4 separate regions of the Sus scrofa genome follow, and all the other regions are linked to region 1. Evidence: chromatin contacts called from public Hi-C and HiChIP or PLAC-seq data. All regions are on one chromosome and are shown on one strand. Each heading gives the region's core, a stretch centred on a gene start, on an enhancer-like site or on the middle of the called end of the contact. The rest is flanking DNA. Distances are from core to core; before and after follow the strand shown.

Region 1 (4,190 bases), core at 1,102-3,601:
AGTTACTGAAGCTTAAATAACTGCAGCCTGACTTACCTGTGTGGTCCCTATGTTTTGGATATTCTGAAATGGCTTCGAATTTAAATCATAGTCCACATATTTAAAGAAAGAATAAAATATGATCTAATATTTGTAACTTTATAGACTTCTCATGTAAATCAGTTCACAGATCAGAAGTCCATCCTTGATTGACAAACTTAGTTTTGGGGTCTGAAATTATAGTCACCGTATCATGCTGGGTTGTTTACAATATTTTGCATTTTTTGAATTTTACCTGAAACACAGATGGAAGGGGAGGGCTGTTTGCAGTAAACTGACCCTGAAGGACCTTCGGGGAGCAGCCAGGCCAGCCCCACAGAAGGCCAGCAGGGGTGCGCACTAGGCAGAGGGGAAGAGATCCAGGAAGAGCACTGGTCAGCTGCAAAGCACTGTATCCTGACTGTGGCAGCTGCTGCCTCCTAAGCTCGGACACAACTGCTTAATTTGGAAATCAAGCTCCCACTGGGTTGGGAGGAGATGCAAGCTCAGCATTTCCTCAAACTCTTACCACCAAGAATTCTTTTTATCTTTCCACCCCACCCCCATTGACCCGCCCTGTGTTGGGAAGGTTTTTCTTACAAAATTACATTTAGTAATGATGAATTCCTTAAGAATCAATGAGATTTATAGCTTCTAGCCAAAGTTTTATTCAGGAAAGTCCTGGATTGATTTGATTATTTTAGCAAATATTCTTCAAGCAGTAATGGTAGGCATGGATGTAGAACCGAGGTACAAAGTAAGCGAGCCCCCCGCCAGCCCCCAAGATATGGCTGAAAGTGAAGAGTTACCCTCTGCGGAGCATCTGAGCCCAGAGGAGAGAGAATGAGGGGCAGAGGCACGGCAAGTTTGTGTGGCTTCCCAGAGGTGCACTTGAGCTAGACTTTGAAGGATTTGAAGAAGAGTTTCCTGGCAGATGAGGCGGCGTGGGTTGCGGGCCCTCCAGAAAAGTTATAGCCCACAGGACTCAATCATGATAATTGCAGCTCACTGAGGATTCCTGTGTGTTGGGCTCTGGGCCCAGCACTTACACACATCACCTCGTCCACGCTTCCCTGGGAGAAGTGATAATATTTCACACATTTCACAAGTGAGGAAGTTCCAACTTTGGGATATTTGAGGCCACACAACTGGCAAACAATGGAATTAGGGTCCCAAGGCTAATGGCCACTCCACAAGCATCTCTGGGCAACAGTGAGCAGTTTGGCGTCGCCAGAGAGGGAGACAAGGTGGGCAGGACTGGAGGGCCCTGGTATGGGCGTAGCTGCATCCAGGGTGATTTCTGCTGCTGCTTAGCGCCCCTGGGAAGGTGGGGGAGCACAGTGAAGACCCCAGTAGGGGGGCCACCTACTGCACCCATGTGAAGGTAGATGAAGTGGAGGGTGTCCCTGGGCCTTATTTCACATGAGTGTCCAATTCATGCTAGTTTTTTTAATGTATGGTCCCTGGACAATCCCCCACCCCCCCAACCTGGTGTCTTGTAAACACCCAGGGGCTTATTGCACACCCTGGGTTCCTCCTGGCTTCCACGGTCACCTTGGCTGCGGAGTGAGCACAGCTGTGACTCTTTCTGGGTAGAATTTCACACAAATTCACTGCCAATCTATAACTTTCCTGGCACACACATTTGTCACAGCGGTAAAGAAGGAGAGTCGCTATAGTCGCACATCTGCATGGGATCCTGTCCCTGGAGAAGCTGCTTCTGGCATGTAGTCATGGAGGAAACTGAGATAAACAAATGTCTCCTTTTCTGGACAATTTCTTGAGCTGGAATCTACTGCAAAAGGAAAGACACTTAGAAGTGATGTCACTTGGGCAACATATAGTTCCCCTGCAGTATTCCAACTGAAGGTGACAGTGACAATAAGTTGGCACCACTGACGTGGCAGGAACTCCCCATGGCACATTGACAAGTGGATGTGACAGTCACTTTCCCCTCAACCCAGGTCACAGAGGCAAGAGGGCACCCTGGAAACTTAAAGATGGCTTTAGTTTAAGGAAAATAAGAGAGAAAAACATGCCTCAGGAAAAAAATCATTTGAATTCAATGGCTCTTCACAGTGGCACAGACATAAAAATATAAATAGGTTTACAAAAAGCCTTTACATAGATTGCGGATGATTGATTCATGGCTGGCTATTAAGGGAAACTCAAGGTGGCCAGGCTATTCTGAGGCCAAGCTCTGGGAGGCACCCTCGGTCTCGCAAACCATTCCCTTGGCACTCTTCCGGGGAGAAGTGTGGCCTGTGCAGCCTGCTGTCTGACTCTCCTTTTAAGGCCATCAGGGATCTGAGCCCCATGGGCAGGGAGCAGGCGTGGCGGCCAGAGCACAAGGGGTCATCCCTGCAAATAGCTTGACTCTGAAGTTTCTAAAAGAGAGCCTGGCCACCTGGGCTCCCAAAAGAGGTGCCTGTCACACGTGCCCTCTGCCACTTGTGCCCAGAGGAGCTGTCTGCACGAGCTGGAGCACCACCCTCAGCTGGCAGGTTAAATATGTCCCACAGCCGGCACTGGGGCCCTCTCCCAAAATAGTCCCAACACAGGAACAATAAAGGCAGAGGTGACAATGAGACTAATAGCAGCCCATTCTTACCATTATCCCCGGGAATAAAGCACAAACAAGGTGTGGACCATCAGCGAGGTGGCAGTGTTGAATAGAGAGCTAAAGACAAGAGCAAGCAAAACACCTGAGGTAGTGGGCTGGATAGTATGGAAAGTTTGTTATTTGAGAAAACAAGTGATATTTACATTCTTAACACAGAGCAGGGTAATGTGATAGAGCAGAGACCCTGCTTAAAAACAAAAAACTTTTGAGGAAAATGCACTGCCCTGAAGGAGAGCAGAGATGCTGTGAGGGGGCTTCCTGTGTGGCCCAGGGGACAGGCTGGGTGGACATCCCTGGAGCTGTCCCTTCAGAGGTTAGGTGACCTTGCTCCAAGGCAGGTGGAAAGGGACATCCATACCCCACAAGCGAGGGGCTGGAAGCCTGGCTCGGTCTGAATCTGGCACCTATGTTGAAAGAAGCCTGTGGCTTTTTAAGAAACAGAAGTTTATCTCATAATGGCATAAACTAAAAAATTCAGGGGTTCCCACTCTGGCACAGTGTGTTAAGGATGTGGTGTTGCTGCAGGTGTGGTATAGGTTGCAGCTGCAGCTGGGATTTGATCCCTGGCCTGAGTTTTCCTTATGCTGTGGGTGCAGCCAAAAAAAGGTCAATGATATTCAGATATGTGTCATATCACAGTCAATTATTATTTAATAGAAACAGGTCAAATTGGCTAATCTAAGCAACGGAAAGACATGTAAACTTAGATGGCTCCGTTGATGAAAAATTGAACTCTGAATCTGATCAAGCCTCAAACTCTACCAATTTATAGGAAAAGACATTTATGGAAACTATAGGAATAGAATCAGCAATATCCAGAAAGCAGAGAACTCTGCAGTACAAATCATCTGCTCCTTTGACAACTGAGTTTTGCGGGAATGAGAAAGAGATTGAGAAAGATTAACACAGAGAAGGAGGAAGATCGGAGCTAGAGATTGAAATATTTGGCTGCAGATTTGAATGAAGTGTAAATAGACATTTATGAAACAATCAAGGAAATGTGAACATAGACTGGACATTATAGTTAACATTTAAGGATACGATTATGACAGTGATTATATTGTATTTAATTTTTGGTGTTTTTTTTTAAGGGTCACACCCGTGGCATAAGGAGGTTCCCAGGCTAGGGGTCCGTTGGAGCTGCAGCTGCTGGCCTACACCACAGCCACAGCAACACAGGATCCAAGCCCCTTCTTTAACCTACACCACAGCTCACGGCAATGCCAGATCCTTAACCCACTGAGCGAGGCCAGGGATTGAACCTGCGTCCTCATGGATACTTTTCGGGTTCATTACCACTGAGACAAGATGGGAACTCCTGATTATATTTTAAAAACATGCCTTGGTGTTCCCGTTGTGGCGCAGTGGTTAATGAATCTGACTAGGAACCATGAGGTTGCGGGTTCGGTCCCTGCCCTTGCTCAGTGGGTTGACGATCCGGCGTTGCCGTCAGCTGTGGTGTAGGTTGCAGACGTGGCTCGGATCCCGGATCCCGCGTTGCTGTGGCTCTGGCGTAGGCCGGAGACTACAGCTCCGATTCGACCCCTAG
Region 2 (4,190 bases), core at 490-2,989, 460 kb before region 1:
CAGGGACAGGGGCTTTCCTGTAAATTACAGTCGTTTTCCTCTTTGAATCTGATGCTTGCCAACTAAGCCACGCCCTGACCCAGGGCTCCAGTCCCTTCTGTGTGCTGGGCAGTTCAACCCCGACACCTGTAGGCTGTGTCCTCTCCCAGAGTCCTCGTATGCGCCCTATCTTAATGAAAGGCGACCCCAGCACCAGGTGCCTGCGCCAGGAACCTCAAGGTCACATTCAGCTCCTCCCTCACAGCCAGTTTTCCATCCATTTCACCTCAAAATGATCTCATGTCCTGCCCAAGACACTCACCTGTCTTGGTCTGGGCTTCGAGGTGAGAAAGTGGTCTTCCCATGAGAATATGTGACATCAAGCTCTCCTCTTTGGGCTCCTCCCTGCATGGTCCCGGGACCCCCAGGACCCCAGTGCGTGCCTCCTATGGGGAGCGGAGTGGGTTCGCTTGGTGTCTGGCTGTGTCTGCAGCCTTTCCTGCTGCTCCTGCATGCTGGGAATACCGGCCACAGGACACCCGTGGCCAGAGCTGTCCTTGCTGGGCCTGCCTGGCGACCCTTGGGAAGGCCACACTGCTCCTGGCTGGTGCTTGGCTGGGCACACCCATGGCTTCCTCCAGTTTGTTTCCTGGTGACCAGCCTGTTGCTGCCAGCTTGCAGGTGCCTCCCTGCGTCCATCCAGTGGGGTGGAAAGTCCTTGTTTTCCTCAGGTGATGCCACATGCCTCTGCCTCAACCCCTTGCCAGTGGGAGTCACCAATGGAGCGGGCCGTGGCTTCTGGGAAGGACTATGACTTGATCGGCCCTGTCACGGGTGGGGAGCTGGAGCAACTGAAAGATGCCCAGAAAATGCCTGATATTTGCAAGCTTGCTTCAGGCTTTTCTCAGCCCGCTTTTCATTTCTCTGCTGGCCGAATACCTCCTGCAGATGGAGTTACTGCAGGAAGGGGCAGAGGGGAAGATTAGCTAAATCTGTTCTTCACCAAAAGCAACAGCCAGCTTGCCAGAGCCTTGAAGAGCCAGCCTGAGAGGGAGACGGCTCTTGCCACGCCTGGGGAGGGACACGGGTCCGAGGCCAAACCCAGGTTAAGAACGTCACTTACTTTGTGAACAAGCTGCTTAACTCCTCACAACCTGAGCTTTCTGATCTGTGAGGGGCTGGGAATCACGTTGCCTCCCCGAGTGGGTTGGTGGACTACAGGGTGTGGGGTCAGGGGGTACCCGAGGTCCCGGGCCGGTGGCATCAGTATCACCAGGCCCTTCTGTTTCTAGGGGGGGAATTGGGTTTCCTCCACGTGGAAATCAAGCTGGGCGTTTGCAGACAACTTTGTCCCTGACCTAAGCCCGCGGCCCCCAACCCGTGCTCTCAGGTGTAGGGTTTTCAGGGGAGGAGGTGAGGGGGCAGCTGCCACCGCCCAGTCCTCGCCTGCACGTGGGGCCGAGAGTGGCTCTGGTTCAACTGAGCAGCGACCTTGGGATGGAGCGGAGCCTCGTGTGGCTGTGAGCCGCGTCCTGCGTGTCCCCAGGCCCTCCTCTACGTGGGCATCTGCGAGGGTCCGTGGAGGTGCCCCGTCCCGCGGTGGCACCCGCCTTGTTTGCCTTTTCAGTAAGTCGGTTAGGAAGCTGCTCTTAGGAGTAAACCTTGGGTTTCTCGGATCCGGGTGCTCTCGAGCCGTCGGTGTACGGGCTGCCCGCCCCGGCGTCTGCGGTCCCTCCGCGGGACGCGGGGCGGCGCTCTTGAGCAAGGCAAGGCCCGCAGCCCCGAGCGGAAGCCTCCCGGGAATCCAGGCGGTACCTGCCCCTTCCTCCCGCCTGCCCGCCGGGGCCGGGGCGGGGGCTTCGCGCGGGCCGGGCCTGGGCGCGAGAGGGCTCAGGGGGCTCGCATGCTGTGAGGTCCGGGCCGCGCGTCGCAGCGGCGCGGGAGGCCGGGTCTGGGCCACGACCGGCATCATCTGGGTGCCGCCGGTGCGGGACGGGCCTGCGGGGCCCAGACAGCGAACCGCAGAGGCAGGGGCTGTTGAAAGAATGTGGCCGGATCCGCGCAGAACTTTCAGGTGCACCGGCTTCTAACAGCCCACCTTTATCAGCGGCGCAGGACAGTGTCCTCAGCCCGCACTGTGTCACCCAGAGGGCGTGCGGGGCCTCCCGCCGGGGCGTGGCGGGCTTCCCCCCAGCTACTCTAAATAGCAAAACTGGATCCCGGGCTTGCTACCCAGCCCTAAGTGTTAACCTGTAGTCCAGCGTCTGGGCCCCTGGGTGCCTTGGCTAGTGTGGCTCCCAAGTGAACTTGAACCATTTACAATCGATCTAAGATCAAGTGTTGAGGTTTTCCAAAGAATATCCTGGATGATGCAGGGAGTGGTTTTGACTCGTCGCTCAATTCCTTTAAAATAAGAGTATTTTAAGTTCAAAGAAGCCAGTCATAATGCTGAACCCCGCACCACAGCTTCCATTGGAAGCCGGCAGGCACAGGCCCACGGTTTTCAAAGTACCTGGGTGCTCAGGTCCCCGCGACCCCTGGGTAGGACGGCGCCGCAGGGTGAGAAGGCCACGGAAGGAGGGAGGCAGGGCCTGGCTGGTCCTCTCCCTGCGGGGATGGCTCTCGTGTGGGGCCCGAGTGGGCTGTTTCTGTCTCCCGGAAGGCTCTGCCGGCTGCTTGTCTCCAGATGGATCCCCCCAGCCACACCGTGGTGAGACTTCCCAGCGTCCTGGGAAGGCGGGGGTCTGACTGCAGCCGGCTCACCTGAGTCCTCTGCAAGCCCTTCCTTGAGCCTTCCTACCGCTCGGCATGGGCCGCCGCTGGCAGCCGCAGCCCCTGAGTGAGTGTCCTCCAGCCTCCAGAGGCCCTGACTGCCCCTCCCGCTGGAGGACACGAGGTGGCGAGAGGGGAGGAAATTTCCCGGGCCCACCCTTCACGCGACCGAGCATTGGCGTCAGTGCCCCAGAGGGGCCTAGGTTCTTGGATTTCCGCTCACTTCTTGCTTTTTCTTCCCTATAGCAGTTGATGATTCCAATTTCCCTGGCCTGGATGAAAGTTACATAATAAAAGGACATGCCTGGAGTTCCTGTCGTGGCTCAGTAGTTAACGAATCCGACTAGGAACCATGAGGTTGCGGGTTCGATCCCTGGCCTTGCTCAGCGGGTTAAGGATCCAGTGTTGTCGTGAGCTGTGGTATAGGTCACAGATGGGCTCCGGCTGGCATTGCTGTGGCTCTGGCACAGGCCGGTGGCTACAGCTCTGATTAGACCACTGGCTTGGGAACCTCCATATGCCACGGGAGCAGCTCTAGAAAAGGCAAAAAAAAAAAAAAAAAAAAAGAAAAAAAAGACATGTCTAAGCAGAAAATAAGTATTTCACTAAACTGTCGACAAGGCATTCTGCAGGGAGGCTGAGGGATGCGAAGAGGCGCCCCTCCTGGTGAAGGAGGGAGGACGGGACCCAGGGCTGGGGGGCACGGAGCAGGAAGTGCCCTCCAGGGGTGAGGGGGTAGCCTCGAGCTCAGATCTGGGGTCAGCAGGGGCCCCAAGGCTGTAAGGTCCGTCTCCACCTGCGATCTGGGCCGGGGTCCTGGGATGGTGGGGAACTAACAGGACTAAGCAGAGCCAGGAAGGCCGAGAAGCCCCCACCCCCAAAATGCAGGCGGGAGGCGGACTGGGTGGTGGTTGAGGAAAGACATGACCCTGGAAATGTGCCGGGGAATGGGCTCTGGGAACCCCCTGGGCTCTGGCAGCCTGGTCAGGCCAAGCTATCTCAGCCTGGGGCAGGCCAAGCTATCTCGGCCAGGCCGCTGGGGGAGGAGGAGGCACGGGAACCACAGACGGGGTCGCAGGGATCCTGGGAGAAGGGGGCCTGGCAGAGGGTTTGAAGCAGGGCCAGCGGCAGAGAGAGGATGGGGTCCTGGAGCTGCGGGGATGCAGGTGCGTGAGGGTGGGAGCCAGTGGGCGAGACGAAATGACAGGAAGAGCTGGGTTCACGACGAGCAGGAGGAGAGCTGACTTTTACGTGCGGAGGTTGGAGGCCTTGGGGTGCCGAGGGGGAGCCCAGGGAGAAGGACCCCGCGGAGCCGTGGGAGGAGCTGGGTGTCGGGCCTCTTGGGGGGTGCGGGGGAGCTTCTGGACTTTCTTGAAGGAGGACTGACTTTGGTGACTTCGGGTGGGGGCCTTTTCGTCTCCCCATCCTGTCGGAGCAGA
Region 3 (4,190 bases), core at 712-3,211, 410 kb before region 1:
TTAGTATAAAAATGTAATTATATTTATAACATCTAAATTTGAGTACATAAACCAAAAATGTTGAATATAAACAAGAATTTTAAAGATTGTTTCAAAATATGTATTTCTTCTAAATATTCAAAATTATACAATAAAAATAGAAATGCAACTTAATTGAACTACTATTAATTATTTAATATTTAATTATGTAAATAAAGCTACATCTTTAATTTTAAAAAGATCTTACCAAATGTTATTTAAAAATAACCCGCATATCTGGTTGTGTAGAATTGCCCATCCAGCAGCAAAGACCCAGCACGGCGCTCCCCAAAATGCTGCATCCAGAGCCGCGTCTGAGTGCTCAGGTGTGAGGTGCAATGTCCCTCACGGGCCCTGGCCATCTGGGTCCCCAAGAGTTTCCTTTTCTTAATTGATCCGAGTGCCTTGGAGCCCTTGTCACTGAAGGTTGCTCACAAGCAGCTGTACCCAAACGGGCCTGGGGGTCTGCTGGTTCACGGCCAGTGCCACCCATCAGGAGGCTGCCTGGGGGACCAGGGCGAGAGACTCCTGCAGTCGCCGGGAACCTCAGAGCTTCTCAAGCAGGAAGGACCCCCACCCCCGACCTTGGCCACCTGCAGGGCCAAGGAGCCAGGACCTGGGAGGCAGCAGGAACGTGCCCCCTGGGGCCAGTCGACACTGGTCTGGGACCCAGCCTGCTTCAGATAGCACGGGGCTGGAGGAGGTGCGTCCTGCCCTGCGCTTGGCAGCTGGAGCGTGGGGCTCATGGGATCATGCCGGCCATGCCAGGTGCCTCGTTTGCCCACTACCTGCTCTGGAGGACGAAGCCGGGCAGAGGAGAAAGAGAAGAAAGGGCAGGATGTTCCCGCTGCAGCATCTCACAACTGCACCTGCTCAGCCATCCTCAGGTCCCCCCTTCCCCGCATGCAGCTTAGCCCAATCAAAGCAGCCTAATGGAACAAAGCTCGCATCTCTTCTTCTGCAGCTTTTCGTATGTGCTTCTGGGAAAATGGGGTTTTCTCAGTGAAAAGATGAAGATTCACTATCTATTCATTTAAAATAAGTGTTTTCTTTTCAGAATTGGGGAAAAAAAGTCCCCAAGTGACATTGCCCAGATATACAAATTTTTGTTGCATGTCCTAAGCCTGCTGTACTTTACTAGAAATAAAACGCGCTTCGGTGCCCAGCAGATGTGGGTTAGAATCTGCTGCTTCCACCGTGTGGTCCAGGGAAGGTGCCTGTCCCATGTCTGGAGTCTCGCCTTCACAGCTTCAGGTCCTGGAGGCAGGGAGGCGGGTTGCAGGCAGCTCTGGGCCGAGTGGTTCCTTTGCTCTGTCTTTGTGTCCCCTGCGCAGGAAGTCGTCTGCAGCATCTGGGAGGAGGCTGAGGATGTCACGTGCAGGCGGGGCTGGCCCAGCCTGGATCCGGGCGTTCACTCCTTTGTGGTGGTGACGGGTGCGGAGCAGCCGGCCCCACTCCACAACCTCTCTTTCCTCTCTTGCCAACGCGGTTCCTTTCTATCCAGTGTGGCCCCTTTCTCTTCCGTGTGGTTCCTGGCTCTCCAACGTGGTTCCTCTCTTTCCAGTGTGGTTAAGCCCCCAGTTACGGATGGAGAAAAGGGATCCCTTGCCCAACATTCTCAAAAATGTTCTACAAACACCTCTTCGTGTTCCCGTATTCAAGGAGATGTGCAATTATTGCCATGTTCGTTGCACGCCTCTTGTACGCTAAGCTCTGGGGACTTGAAGACAAATGAGAACAACCATCGAAGCCTAACAGGCATGACCGCCAGATCTGCGGGATGAAGCGGGGGGACCACCACCAGCTCAGCCGCTGGCCCTCGTGGTCTCTCCCGCGGCAGTGTGGTGCGGTTGCGCCACGGGACCCTCTGCGCTCTGGGCGTGTGGCACGGGGCACAGCAATCATGAGCGCGTGATGGGGGCACCGCGGGGTGGCGCACTGGGCTGCGGGTTCCGGCTGGAGGGTGAAGCCAGAGACCTGCTCCTTGACGGGGGCAAGAGGGGTTAGAACACGAACAGCTCTGCTCCCGGGACATCTTTCATAAAGGATGTATTTAGGAAGCTGAACGGTTCACTTTTTTTTTTAAAGAATGATCTATTTTACAGGGCTTAAGAGTGTGTCCAGCCTGCCCGCAGTAAATCCTCTCTGGCTCTAATGCAAAGTAAGCAGCATGGTCGCCATTTAAACAGTTCCTGGGCGGCACAGCCAGCGCCGTTTGAAACGCCTCCGTCATTCTAAACAGAAACAGATGTTTGAACAGCAGAGCTGAGCAGAAGTCATTCTTCAAACAGTAGATTAAAACATCTGTCAGGACAGCGTGGAGGGCCAGACCCGCAGCAGCCGTCCCAGCTGGACCTGCCCATCACGGTCTTTCCAGGGGAGAATTGCGGGTGGACAGGGGCACCGGGGGAAGTGGCGCCTAGCCCCCCACTCTCCATGCCTCGATGTCACTGCTGGGATTCACAGGTCCTGTTGGCCCATCCCCTGTCCAGCTGGCTGGTCCCCTGTCCCACTGGCTGGTGCCCTGTCCTGCTGGTCCATCCCCTGTCCTGCTGGCCTTCTTGAATGTGCTTTTTTTCTCCCCTCCGTGGCTCTAGTTGCTGAGTCTGCACAGCTGGCACTCATGGCTGGTCTCTGTGTCCCTGGTAAATGTTGACACTCTGGGGCCCTTTCTCCTCCAGGTTGATATTCGTCATTTGACCTTCTGGACATTTCCAGTGGCTGCTCAGGCTGTGCCTCATTCAGGTTGCCTTATTATCTCTAATCTATTAGAACCACAGGAGGGAGAGAGCAAGAGGGGCCCTTGCCTGTGGTCTGGCATGAAGGCCGAAGCTTGGGAGGTGAGGGCAGGGATCAGAAAAGAAGGGAGCCGTGGACACTCAGAGCTGAAGAGTCCTGCCTTTCCCCTCTCTCTCACCATGACCCCAAATAGGCCCCTTCACAGGCCAGTCTCCTTGTGCTGAGTGGGCCAAACCTGGGGAATAGACAGTACCCATAACTTGGAGATGGGCCCTACACTCGTCATGTAGGAAAAGGGGGTTTGGGAGGGGTTGCAGGAGGAGATGCAGGAGGGGGATGCAGGAGGGGGATGCAGGAGGGAGATGCAGGAGGGGATGCAGGAGGGGATGCAGGATGGGGATGCAGTAGGGGGATGCAGGAGGAGATGCAGGATGGGGATGCAGGAGGGGGATGCAGGAGGGGATGCAGGAGGGGATGCAGGAGGGGATGCAGGAGGGGGTGCAGGAGGAGATGCAGGAGGGGATGCAGGATGGGGATGCAGGAGGGGATGCAGGAGGGGATGCAGGAGGGGATGCAGGAGGGGATGCAGGAGGGGATGCAGGAGGGGATGCAGGAGGAGATGCAGGAGGGGATGCAGGAGGGGATGCAGGAGGGGATGCAGGAGGGGATGCAGGATGGGGATGCAGGAGGGAGATGCAGGAGGGGATGCAGGAGGGGATGCAGGAGGGGATGCAGGAGGGGATGCAGGAGGAGATGCAGGAGGGGGATGCAGGATGGGGATGCAGGAGGGGATGCAGGAGGGGATGCAGGAGGGGGATGCAGGAGGAGATGCAGGAGGGGATGCAGGAGGGGATGCAGGAGGGGATGCAGGAGGGATGCAGGAGGGGATGCAGGAGGGGATGCAGGAGGGGATGCAGGATGGGGATGCAAGAGGAGATGCAGGAGGGGATGCAGGAGGAGATGCAGGAGGGGATGCAGGAGGGGGATGCAGGAGGAGATGCAGGAGGGGATGCAGGAGGAGATGCAGGAGGGGATGCAGGAGGGAGATGCAGGAGGGGATCAGGAGGAGATGCAGGAGGGGATGCAGGAGGGGATGCAGGAGGGATGCAGGAGGAGATGCAGGAGGAGATGCAGGAGGGGATGCAGGAGGGGGATGCAGGAGGGAGATGCAGGAGGGGGATGCAGGAGGGAGATGCAGGAGGGGGATGCAGGAGGAGATGCAGGAGGGGATGCAGGAGGGGATGAGGAGGGATGCAGGAGGGGATGCAGGAGGGGGATGCAGGAGGGGATGCAGGAGGGGATGCAGGAGGGGATGCAGGAGATGCAGGAGGATGCAGGAGGGGGATTCAGGAGGAGATGCAGGAGGGGATGCAGGAGGGGGGATGCAGGAGGGAGGAGGGGATGCAAGAGGAGATGCAGGAGGGGATGCAGGA
Region 4 (4,190 bases), core at 1,037-3,536, 360 kb before region 1:
GTGCGCAGGCACCCCCCGCTTGCTGGCTGCGGCTGGGCCCCTGCTGGCCCCACACAGCCCCGTCCAGCTCTCAGCCTGGGGACGGTGCCCTCAATTCGGTGTCTCCGGGATGTCCCGGCACAGGCCTCTCCCCTCCTTCCCTGGTCCCCCTCGCACCAGACTCAAGGCTGGATTCGGATGCCACGGAGCTGAACAGAAACGACAAACCCTCACCCTGAAGAAAAGTGCCCAAGGGAACGTGCTTCCCGTCAGATGCGAGAGCCACCGGGCTCCGGCCCACGGCACCCTTGGGAGACGACATGCGGGCGGGATGGTGCCCCTGCAGCATCACACACACTGAGTACACTGGGCCCTGCGCTCCTGGTGACACCGGAAGCCTGCAGGTGCCTCGGATCATCGTCATTTGCTCTTAGGAACTAAACAGCCCTCACGAAGCATGTAAATGTGATGATACAGTCAGTGCAAGTAAATATTAAAAACTTGTGAAGGTGTCAGAAGAGCCTTTTTGGTGATCGCTATCAGAGGACTTCTTGCGGGTCTTTAAGAAAAATCCAGAATTGGTTATTCTTGGAGGATGCCAGTGAACCAGCTTTGTAAACAATGTGTAACAGAAAAAGGGAACCCGGTAAGCATTAGCCTGGTCTTTTTTTGGTGGAAGGGGCCCAAGGGTGGGCGGTCCGAGCAGGAACTGCAGCTGCCGTGCTGCCCCTGTGACCTCAGCTCAGCTTGCTGGGTGCCGCTGCGTCTCCAGGGCCAGGTCCTGTGTCCGGCTCCTGGGGCCTCCCCAAGACGCTGAGATGCTGCGCGCCCCTCTGCCTGCTGGCATCAGACCTCCTGGACACGGCCCTGCTGGCCCCCAGCCTCGCCCCAAGTCTTCTGACGCCTCCACCATCGAGACTGAATATCATGGAGCTGCCGCCGTGGAAGCCTGGGACGGCCCGAGACCACCTTCTCGCCAGCAGTGTCACGGTGTGTGCTCCATGCGGAAGCCACGTGTTGAACCCCACACAGGCCTCCTGGTGTTTCTCCAGCATATTCGGTTCCTGGGGCGCATTTCCTAGGAGTAGCACGCAGGCCGTGGCTGGGCCAGAAGCCACCTTCCCCTTGCCTGGACACAGTTGGTGTAGCCTGAGGTGTAGTTTCTGATTCGAATCACTGACCTGTGCGGACGGGCACCTGGAGTTCTTGCAGGAAAACTCTGGCAACTTGGGTCCATGTTCCACGCTGTGTGGAAGGGTCACGCTGAGCGGTAGTCACCCTTGGGTCTTGGGCCTTTGAGCACCAGCAGGCTGGGCTGCTGATCGCTGCCCCCAGCACGCCCCCCATGCCCCCCCATGCTCTGTACTGACTGGCAGAGCAGTCCAGGCCGCATCTCCATGCGCCACGGGCAGAGGCTGCAGGCGGGTCACCCTCGCGGACCTGCTGGGGGCTGAGTCCTGGGCGGGGGCAGAACCTGTGTCTCTAAGATCGGGCGGAGGGTGCCGCAGGCAGGGGCAGCATCGCTCTTCCAGGTGGCACTGCAGGTCTGCCTTCACTTTAAACGCGGCGTAGTCCCCAGGCCACAGGCCATCACCAAGTGCCGAGCAGGCCTGGGGTGGCCTGGAGCTGAGCCCCGCCTGGGTGGCGCCCTGCCTTTGCCCTGGACCGCCTCAGAGCGGGGCAGCCAGGCCTGCTCTGCCCCAGGAGACGGGAGGACACCAGGCCTTTGAAAGTGAGTGGCCAGTGGGGGGCCAGGCGGGGACGACAGCTGGTGAACTGCAGTGGAAGCCTCAGCCGGAGGGAGGGAGGGGTCAGGACTCCCTGAGGTCGGAGGCTGGAAGGCAGGCGAAGGCCCATGTGTTGTCGTCACTCAAGGGCCCCCGGCGCCCCGGAGGGAGTGGCGGACACAGGGACCGGCCGCCTGGGAACACGAAACCGGCAGGAAGCTGTTGCAAGTGGCGGCTGCGTCCAGGGCTGGGGATTTAGATCAAAGGCCTGCAGCTGCGAGGCCTGGGGGCGGGGGGGTGGGGGGGGGAGCTGGGTGGGGGTGGGGGAGTCCGAAACCCCCTTGGGTGGGGGAAGGGGAGCAGCAGCTGGGTGGGGGGCTCAGGAAGCTGTGGTACACGGGGATGTTTCCCAGGAAACTGGGGAAGCGCAGGTCACCCCCCCCCCAACTCAGAGGGACCTGAGTGCTGGTCCTGCCCAGGCCCCGGACGGCCACTGCCTGGCGCCAATGAGTTTGGGTCCTGAGGCGATGCCCTCCCTTCAGAAGCAGCCTCAGGCCCGGAGAGGCATGGGGCCAAGGAGCTCGGGGACGGTCTGGCAAGGGGGCATCTGGCGGGAAGGACATCGGTCACCCCCTTCACGTATGGTTCTGGCCTCTGTGAAATCGGCTAATTGGGAGGTATCAGGTGACTGTCACTGCCTCCCAGGAGCAGAGAGCCAGTGCGGGGCTGCCTGAGGAGGCCCAGGGCAGGGCCATGGGGCAAACCCAGCGGGGTCTGCTGGAGCCACAGTGGCCGCTCTGCCCCGTGGACGGGCCCTGAACCTCGCCAAGTCCATGGCCTTAGTAAGGAGTTGGGGGAGGCGGCACGGCCGCCTGAGACTCGGGGAGGCACCAGTGGGGCTGAGCCTGGGGCCCCAGGAAGCAGGGGGCTGGTGGGGGCTCGGTCCTCAAGCCAGGGGTCTGGGGCTCTCTGTGACCCACAGATATCTGGCGGGGTCAGAAAGGGCCGTCTGGGGCAGCCAGGGTTGGGGGGGCGAGGTGGGGATTCGGCAGGTGGGGCGGGTGTGGGGAGGTCAAGGCCCAGGAGGTCGGCTGTGCTCCTGCAGGGGGGCCGGGGAGGGAGAGGAAGGCCAGTCGTGGGGCTGCTCAGAGCAGAGGTCCCCAGGGGCCCTGCCCAGTGGCTCCTGGATAAGCCCTGGAGCCTGGGAGACCCAGGAGCTTCGATGGATCTTGAGAACCTACCACAGACCAGACACGCCACCGGGGGTCCTGGGCACTGGCCTTGCTGAGGAGGGCGACCTGCCTGACCAGCCGAGAGCTGCAGCCAGAGAGCCTGGGCCGTGGCGGCTCTGGGCGGCCGCGGCAGCCACAGTGGGGAACTGTGGCTTTGGTTTGGTTCAGACGTTAAAGGGAGCTCTGCGAGGGCAGGGCCAGCCGAGGTCCCCCGCAGCCTATGGGTGCTGGGAGAGGTGCCCGCGGCTCCAGGGCACCCTTCCCACCTGAGATTTTAGGGTCTGTGATTCGACTCTTTGAACAAAGAATGGAATCCTCTCCCCCAGCACCTTGGTTTCTCAGGGGTTCAGGCTCAGGCCTGTTGAGAATCACCCTCCTTGGAAGCTACTGAGCTGGTCTGGCCTCTCAGGAAGGCCCCGCCCCAGGTGAGCACCCCACCTGCCCCCCCAAGAGCCCGGAATGAAGGAAAGAGACAAAAGCACAGAGCGGGCCCCCGAGGGGGCGGGCTCTGAACTTTCAAAACGGCCATCGAGGAGCTGTTCAGGCGGAGGGGCCGCCCCTGGGCACAGGGGTCCCCAAATCCAGTCGCAGGAGCCCCTCCTCCGGCCGGGCGATCCTGCCGGTCTGCTGCACTGATCTGGGCCTCAGGCCCGGTGCTCTGGTCAGTGCTCGGGGTACCCCCCCTGCCGGGCAGCGAAGCCCTGAGCCCACTGATGGAGGAGCTGCCCCTTCCGGCTCCTCCCCTTCCCCCTCAGCATCCTTCTGCTTGACGTTTAAAGCCACTTCTGTCGGCCAGGATGGGGGTGGGCTCAGAACCCCGCCTGGTGGCCCTGAGGAGTTTTGAGACCTGGTGTCATTGTCTCAACATGCTGGGTCCTGTGCATCTTCAGGAAGCGACTCTGCCCAGGGTCTTGGCCTCCCCACCCCTCAGCGGCCATCGCACTGCCCGCCTACTCGGCCTCGAAGACCGGGCTAACTCACCCCGCTCAAGCCTCGTCCAGCAGGCCTGGGCTGGGGGCCCGACCTCCTTGGTGCTGGGGGCAGAGCTCTGAGATGGGGGGCCTCTGGGTCACCCACCCAGTGAGGCCTGGAAAGGCTTCCTTCCTCACATCTGCGTGGCACCGACTGCGTCCAGCCTGGGCAAGAGGCAAGGCCAGCCAGGTGCTCTGGCCAGTGGGCCTGAGCCCCAGTGCAGGAGTGGCCACTCTTGCTGGTGGACTTCAGACAGCAATGTCCCCAACCTCCCCTTATC

What was found. A called contact is a pair of places that touch in the nucleus more often than the background predicts. HiChIP or PLAC-seq counts read pairs in DNA pulled down with a chosen protein or histone mark.
Region 2: a contact with region 1 is called in a Hi-C map of skeletal muscle, with 4 times the contacts expected there. The contact joins two enhancer-like sites. A contact is called at or near these places in 15 of 47 Hi-C or Micro-C datasets (brain, embryonic fibroblasts, fetal heart ventricle and 10 more) and 2 of 2 datasets of contacts at active chromatin or transcription factors (alveolar macrophages and skeletal muscle).
Region 3: a contact with region 1 is called in an H3K27ac HiChIP or PLAC-seq map of skeletal muscle, with 8 times the contacts expected there. The contact joins two enhancer-like sites. A contact is called at or near these places in 2 of 47 Hi-C or Micro-C datasets (both in skeletal muscle) and 1 of 2 datasets of contacts at active chromatin or transcription factors (skeletal muscle).
Region 4: a contact with region 1 is called in an H3K27ac HiChIP or PLAC-seq map of skeletal muscle, with 5 times the contacts expected there. The contact joins two enhancer-like sites. A contact is called at or near these places in 1 of 47 Hi-C or Micro-C datasets (embryonic fibroblasts) and 2 of 2 datasets of contacts at active chromatin or transcription factors (alveolar macrophages and skeletal muscle).

What each region holds. Positions count from the first base shown.
Region 1 is chr1:47,917-52,106 of Sscrofa11.1, reverse strand. No RefSeq gene overlaps it. Among named protein-coding and RNA genes, the nearest start is that of PSMB1, 26 kb to the right of the region's middle. Within about 2 kb of position 2,351, at least 6 of the 83 cell types and tissues checked have an H3K27ac peak or open chromatin away from gene starts, as enhancers often do. A contact at or near this core is called in skeletal muscle, where this site is marked.
Region 2 is chr1:506,705-510,894 of Sscrofa11.1, reverse strand. No RefSeq gene overlaps it. Among named protein-coding and RNA genes, the nearest start is that of ERMARD, 32 kb to the left of the region's middle. Within about 2 kb of position 1,739, at least 38 of the 83 cell types and tissues checked have an H3K27ac peak or open chromatin away from gene starts, as enhancers often do. A contact at or near this core is called in skeletal muscle, where this site is marked.
Region 3 is chr1:456,997-461,186 of Sscrofa11.1, reverse strand. No RefSeq gene overlaps it. Among named protein-coding and RNA genes, the nearest start is that of ERMARD, 82 kb to the left of the region's middle. Within about 2 kb of position 1,961, at least 4 of the 83 cell types and tissues checked have an H3K27ac peak or open chromatin away from gene starts, as enhancers often do. A contact at or near this core is called in skeletal muscle, where this site is marked.
Region 4 is chr1:405,332-409,521 of Sscrofa11.1, reverse strand. No RefSeq gene overlaps it. Among named protein-coding and RNA genes, the nearest start is that of ERMARD, 130 kb to the left of the region's middle. Within about 2 kb of position 2,286, at least 8 of the 83 cell types and tissues checked have an H3K27ac peak or open chromatin away from gene starts, as enhancers often do. A contact at or near this core is called in skeletal muscle, where this site is marked.